2 separate regions of the Mus musculus genome follow, and region 2 is linked to region 1. Evidence: chromatin contacts called from public HiChIP or PLAC-seq data. All regions are on one chromosome and are shown on one strand. Each heading gives the region's core, a stretch centred on a gene start, on an enhancer-like site or on the middle of the called end of the contact. The rest is flanking DNA. Distances are from core to core; before and after follow the strand shown.

Evidence for each region. HiChIP or PLAC-seq counts read pairs in DNA pulled down with a chosen protein or histone mark.
Region 2: an H3K27ac HiChIP or PLAC-seq map of embryonic fibroblasts shows a contact between it and region 1, with 27 read pairs. The contact joins the promoter of Amotl2 here to the enhancer-like site in region 1. A contact is called at or near these places in 6 of 39 promoter capture datasets (cranial neural crest, embryonic stem cells, maxillary cranial neural crest and 3 more), 5 of 484 Hi-C or Micro-C datasets (embryonic fibroblasts, embryonic stem cells, nephron progenitors and 2 more), 10 of 115 datasets of contacts at active chromatin or transcription factors (embryonic brain, embryonic fibroblasts, embryonic midbrain and 4 more) and 3 of 9 other capture datasets (adipose tissue, liver and pancreatic islet).

Annotation. Positions count from the first base shown.
Region 1 is chr9:102,672,297-102,675,539 of GRCm38.p6, forward strand. The region is part of intron 2 of Gm46150 (a long non-coding RNA gene); the gene reads right to left. Among named protein-coding and RNA genes, the nearest start is that of Gm46150, 9.9 kb to the right of the region's middle. Within about 2 kb of position 1,270, at least 21 of the 459 cell types and tissues checked have an H3K27ac peak or open chromatin away from gene starts, as enhancers often do. A contact at or near this core is called in embryonic fibroblasts and pancreatic cancer cells, where this site is marked.
Region 2 is chr9:102,716,334-102,719,126 of GRCm38.p6, forward strand. It overlaps Amotl2 (angiomotin-like 2), which reads left to right and starts at 1,471. Exons shown (of 10, transcript NM_019764.2): 1 at 1,471-1,569.

The sequences.
Region 1 (3,243 bases), core at 20-2,519:
GACAGGACATTACCAGAGTTCTTAGGGTCACACCCTGGGCCCAAAAGCCCTAACAAGCTAGGCTCGGCCACCTGCCCCCAACATGCCAATGAACGAAACATGTAATCATGAAAAAGAGAGAAAAGAGATTTCTTTTATGTGGCCACAGTAGAAAAAGAGACAAAAAGGAGGCTACAGGACCCGCCAATCTGCAGTTGGAGGTCCTAACACAAGCTTTGGGTTTAAATAGACAATAAGGGGTCACACCCATCACTGACCCATCATTGTCCTGGCTCTGGTCTGTCCAGAAAGGTGGTCTGAGAACTTATCAGAACTGAGTAAAGCTTCTTCCTGTGAGACAGGTTCTTCCCCCCCTCCCCCTCCCCCTCCCCCTCCCCTTCCCCTTCTCCTTCCCACAACATGGGGCTCCTGGAGACAAGTTCCCTCTTTGAGGGCCTTGCTTCAACAGTCTGATAGCAGAAAGGAGGGACACCAGCGTCTGTCGTTAGAATCTCTACTCCTGCCAGGAAGGTCACACCAGGACCTGGGGCTGCAACCTCCTTCCCTAAGATCTAGTCTCAAAGCAAAGCCCTGGCACCCCAGTGCACCCCCTGTCCTTGCTTCCTTCTGCTCCCCTCTGTTGGAACTCTTCCCAACCCTCAATTAATTCATAGATTGTAGCAAATTGCAAGAATGGGTGTGGTGGCCCATATCTTTGATCCCAGCTCTTAGGAGACAGAGGTAGGTCGAACTCTGTGAATTCACTATTATCCTGGTCTACATAAGTTCCAGGTCAGCTAGAGCTACCTAGTGAGACCCTGGCACAGAAAACAAAGTCTGGTTTGCTCGCTGTTTTAGAGTCCTCCAGCCCTAGACTATAGGAAGTATAAGAGTGGGAGGCGGGGTGGTGAGGGATGGGGGGATGGTGTGTTTTTGGAATTGCTGGGGGCTAGGACACAAGACCTGATACACAGTAGTTACTCCATAAATGCTGGAAAGATGCCTGCGGACTGGACAGAAGGGAGACTTAGAAGGCTTATGACCCTTTAATATCCCGCGGGAGTTTGGCTTTCGAGCTGTGCTGTGCCTGGGAACTAAAGCACACAGCAGCCGTCTTCACTGTAGAAATACGAACTGGAAAGCTGTTGTTCCATTGAGGTTATTTTGGGAAGGAAGCACAGTAAGACAAAGCCACCTCCAGGAATGTGAAGGCCTCTTTCTGTGGGCCCCTGACTCACCTTCCAGACAGAGGACTGACGTTGCTCTTAGCCAAGGTGTTCATCATTCCCAGCCATGACTCCCCTGGCCTTGGATGCTTGGGATGACTCAAGGCACACTCCATCCAGACCTCCTGCAGTGGCCTGTGGCCATGCCAGCTGGGCCCCAAAGCCCAGATGCTGCAGCCGTCAAGGGCTGAGTTTACTGTCTCCATGAATGTCTAAGTCCTGACTCTGCTCTCAGTCACTGGGGGGCGTTTTCCTCCTTCACCGAAGACGGATAATTTGTCACTTATTTTTAATTGCTTCGTTTGTTTGTTTTGAGAAAAAGTCTGGAAGAGCTGCCCAGGCTTGCATCAAATTCCTCAGTCGATTCTCCAGCCTCAGTCTCCCAGGCAGTTGGAAGTAGGTGTGTATCACTGTATCTAGCCGCTCCCGGTCTCTTTCTGAAAGGGTCTCATGTATCCCAGGATGGCCTCCACCTTGCTATGTAACCAAAGGGAACCTTGAATTTCTGACCTACCTGCTTCTACATTCCGAGTGCTGGGATCATTGGTCTCTACCACCACATCTGGTTTATCTAGTGCTGGGTATCAAACCCTAGACTTCATGAGTGCTAAACAAGCACTCTTGGCCCTTTCTTGAAGGAAGCAACTACAGCTCAGAGAGACCAGACGCAGGAGGGCTAATCATGTGTGCTCTGTCTCCTTTTTTTTTTTTTTTATTATTTTTTTCCTGATTCTGAGAACCAGGCAGGCCAACCTGTCACTATGAGACAGCCCGAACCTTCCTGAGTGTCACTGGCCAGGAACTCTTGAGAAAACTTTGGGAGAGATCAGAAAGACCAGGATGAGGGAATATCTGCTTGCTCCGCACTAAAGGTGGCTTGCTGTAGCTGTGTCCAGAAGGCTCTGCCTGGTTAACGCCAGCTTTTGTGGTCCAGCTGAAGTGGCTGATGCTGCCCAGGGTAAGCAGGGATGTGCCCATAGGTCTTGGGTCAGAGAGAAACCACTATTCTTCATATTCCAGGATGGCATCTTCTGATCCTGTCCTATTTTGCTCAAATTTGACTCTAGAAACTCACAGCCTCCTCTCCTAAGAGATGCCTACCTGACAAGGTCATGTGGCCCATCAGGGTGGGCAGCCAGCTTCAGGCTAGGCATGTCCCCACATGTCCCTATAACCATCTTCAGCTCACAGTCTCATTTATCAAAGTACTATTATCCTCAGAACATCACACAGGGCTGACTAGGTCCCTGGAAAATAACCACAGGGATGCTAAGGCAGGCCAGCCTCTCATTTACAATGGGGAAAACTGAGACCTGGTCTATATGGGCATCGAAAGAGCAAGCTTAAGCTAAAAGCGGGTCTTGTAATCCCAAGATGGGAGGTCTCCCTATGAGCTATCTGAGTGGCCTTGAGTGACACCATTCAACTTCGCTCAGTGGGCACTTATGACACATGTTATCTGACTTGTCCTGGGAAAGTATGAAGAAAGATTTGTTTGTACCATGGCAGATTAAAGAAACCATTTCACCCTTAGTCTAACTTAGTGAACCAATAAGAGTGTATTGGGGTTCCTTGGAGAAGTGTGGGTGAGGGGTTTCTTTCGGGGATATGAATGACTCAGATGCATCTGTTGAAAAGCTCTCCCCAGCACGGTGATGACATGGGAAGGCTGCATGCCTAGAGCTTTCTGCACAGCTTGCAAGGCAGCCCTGCCTAGCAGGGGATCTCCCCTCTTCTCCAGCAGTTTTTCCTGCGTATGTAACCTTGGGGTGAGAACCTGTGGCTCTCCTAAGTTTCTTTGTGTCCTGGTTCTTGTGAGCCTTGCTCTTTCCCCCTAGAGGGGATGTTTCCACTGGCAGGAGGCAGCTATGTGCACCAATACCTGCACCAGAGTGGGGGTAAGATGGGATTTGGGAGGGAAAGGAGGAGAGAGCGGAGGAGATTTTGTCATGGTGGGATGGACGGCTGTGTAGACGAGAGAAGCTCCCCTGAAACTCCCCACAGGAGCTGATCGGCACATTCCCAACCTTCAACCCTT
Region 2 (2,793 bases), core at 221-2,720, 44 kb after region 1:
GTTACAGATGGCTGTGAACCACCAGGTAGGTGCTGGGAATCGAAGGCACATCCTCTGTAAAGGCAGCAAGGGGGGTTAACTCCTGAGAACCCCTCCCTTTTAAAGGAAAGCTTTATACAAAAATAACCACATCCCTGACTATTGAGTTTGAAAGGTTTCTTGTCCTTGGTCCCCTCCAGCAAACTTAGGAATTGAGAACGCCGAGGGAAGGAGGGGGTTGGGCCCGGCAGTCCCGCAGCAGAAATTGGTCCTGATTCGAGGTGGATGGGACTGAGGAATGCACGCTCTAACCAGAAAGAGGGTGGGGGGGGCGGGGAGGGGAGGGAGTCAGAGCAGCTAAGCTGGAGGAGTCTCCTGGGGAAGTAGAAGGGTCCAAATGACAAAGGAGTCGATTCCACACCAAAAGCCAGAGAAGCGGAAGACAAAGAGGGTTGGCTAGGTGTAGACGAGGTGGAAAAGACACTGAAACTCGGGACAGGTAGGTGGAAGCAGAGACTCTCTGCCTTGTCAGGTTACGGAGACCGGATTTTGAAGACCAAGAAAAGGGACCTGGCTTCATTGGCTACTCTCTGTGTGACCCTAGGCAAGTTGTTTAGACTCTCTGAACCTTGGTTTCTTATTTATTACAGACATGATAAGAGCACCGTCGGAGGGTTACTGGAGTCGGATGGCCGAGTAAAAAGCAAGTGGTGACCCGCCGCGTGCTTGGCTTAAAGATGAGCGGAGTTAGGGAGGAGTTGGACCGAATGCCCAGTGAGTGGTTGATTCATTTAGTTAGGTAGTGGGTTAAATCCACCAGATTTTCAACCCAGATTCACACACTTCCTGTAGAGGCAGGATTAAAAGAGCTGGCCAAGGTGTTTGTAAACAATAAAAGTGCAATTCAAAGTTTGCCGCTGGGGGGTGAAATAGTAGGAGTTAGGAAAGAGGCTGGGCAGCGGCGGGCCGAAACATCGTTTCGTCTGCAACACTGTCAAGGCTGGGCGGATGTGAACTGCTGTGCAGTCCTCCCGCCATTTCCAAAACGCCACAGACCCTTCTTACAGCCACCATAGGGGCGTGAGAGGCTGATCCCTGGAGTCGTCCCTCGGTGCCTGTAGGAATGGAGGGTGAGAACCCGGTGCGGGCAGTGGTGGGGCGATCTTGGGACGAGTTGGTTAAGACACTCCCAACAGCTAGGACACAAAGCAGGGTGGCAGGGAATGAATGCCGCACGGCCGCCAGAGCCCAGAGTGGCAAGGGGACAAGGCTGAGGCCAGCCCAGCGGCCAGCCGCAGCGCCGCCTCCCGGGAGGAAGGCGGGGGCTGGCCCGGGGAGCGGAGGGAGGCGGAGAGCGGAGGAGGGCGGCGCGCTGAGAGGTTATTTGTGGTTCGCTTTGATCCCGAGGGGGAACCTGAAACTCTCACATTCCTGGCATAGCAGCCGCCTCCAGCGCGGGCTGACCTAGAGGCTGCGCACTGGGGCGCGAGCAAGCAGATCATCGGCGCCACCGACTAGTGCGCACCTCCGTTGCTGACTGTACCTAAGCCGAACCGGGTCTGCGTGCGCCGGCAGCCGCGGGCCGCAGCGGTAAGCAAGGTGCCGGGCACTCCGGGCAGTGCGCGAGGCCGGCGGGGACGCTTCCCAGCAGCAGCGGGACACCGCGATCAGTCCGACCCTTTCTGGAGATCGGAGCTGGGGTGGACGAGCCTCCCCGGGAGCGGGAGGGGAGACTGTGAACCCTTTCGAGGATCGATCCTGGGTGTCTAGCCTAGACTGCTCGCGCTTTTGTGGGGGTGAGGACACCATTCTCCGACCCACTGGGGCTGGAGGAAGGACAGAGGATCAGTGTTTGGGAGTGTGCGTCTCGCGTGCGGGGCAAGTGAAAAGCTGCGGTAGGCATATCTCGCTGAATTATGAGGTTACCGTGGCTGCTTTGTCTGGATTGGGGATACAGGTGGCTTTTACCCTCAGCTAGCTCAAGAATTCCTCTTTGTCTTCCTTGGAAAATCCTCTGCGGAGCCACGAACTGGCTCTCACTTAGAAAGAATGCAGCCTGCTGTCCAGTCCGGTGACGTCAGCGCTGAAGTATTTGGAAAACAAAGAGGGTTAGGGAGAGAGGCGTACCCGCGATGCTTAAAGACCTCTCGCGGTTGCGGGTTTTGCTCGCCCGGGGCGCTCGGGCAGCCACCGGTGCTAGTGGTCTGCCTCGGTAGAGGTGAGTAACGCCGGGACCCTGGACTGGCCTGGTTGACTTGGAGACTAGCGTTGGTTCCTTTTGCTGGAGTGAGCCCAGGCCAAGGCCAGAGACCCGTGTTTGCTTAGAAAGGTGGCTGGTTTTCCGAGTGCAGCGCTCCAGTGCAGCCCAGGTACAGCGCCCGTGTAAGGAAGTTGATTTTCAGTAAGTGCTCTTATATAAGTATTTGAAAGAAAGATTGTGCATCTAGGGGATTCGATTGGGACGTTTGTGCGATGAAAGGCCTCGGAAATGTTCGGTGCTCCGAGAGCCTGGCTCATAGTCGGCGCGCCTGGAATCTGCCGGGAAGGCTCAGCATTCCTTCTAGCCGCTCCCGGATCCTTAGCGCGAGTCAGCCCAGACAGTGATTAACTTAGGAAATACCGCGTAGAAAAAGCCGCGTGTGAGCAGACTCTTCAAGTCTTACACATTGCAGGGTGCAGTTGGGGGGGGGGGGGAGGATTAGTTGCTGGCTTGGGTATCGTCAGGGCTCATTACCTTTCTCCAGCTCTGCCAACATACCATTCCCAAACTGAGGTAGGACAGGGGGCTAGCATTAGTATGGCACAGAAAGGGGC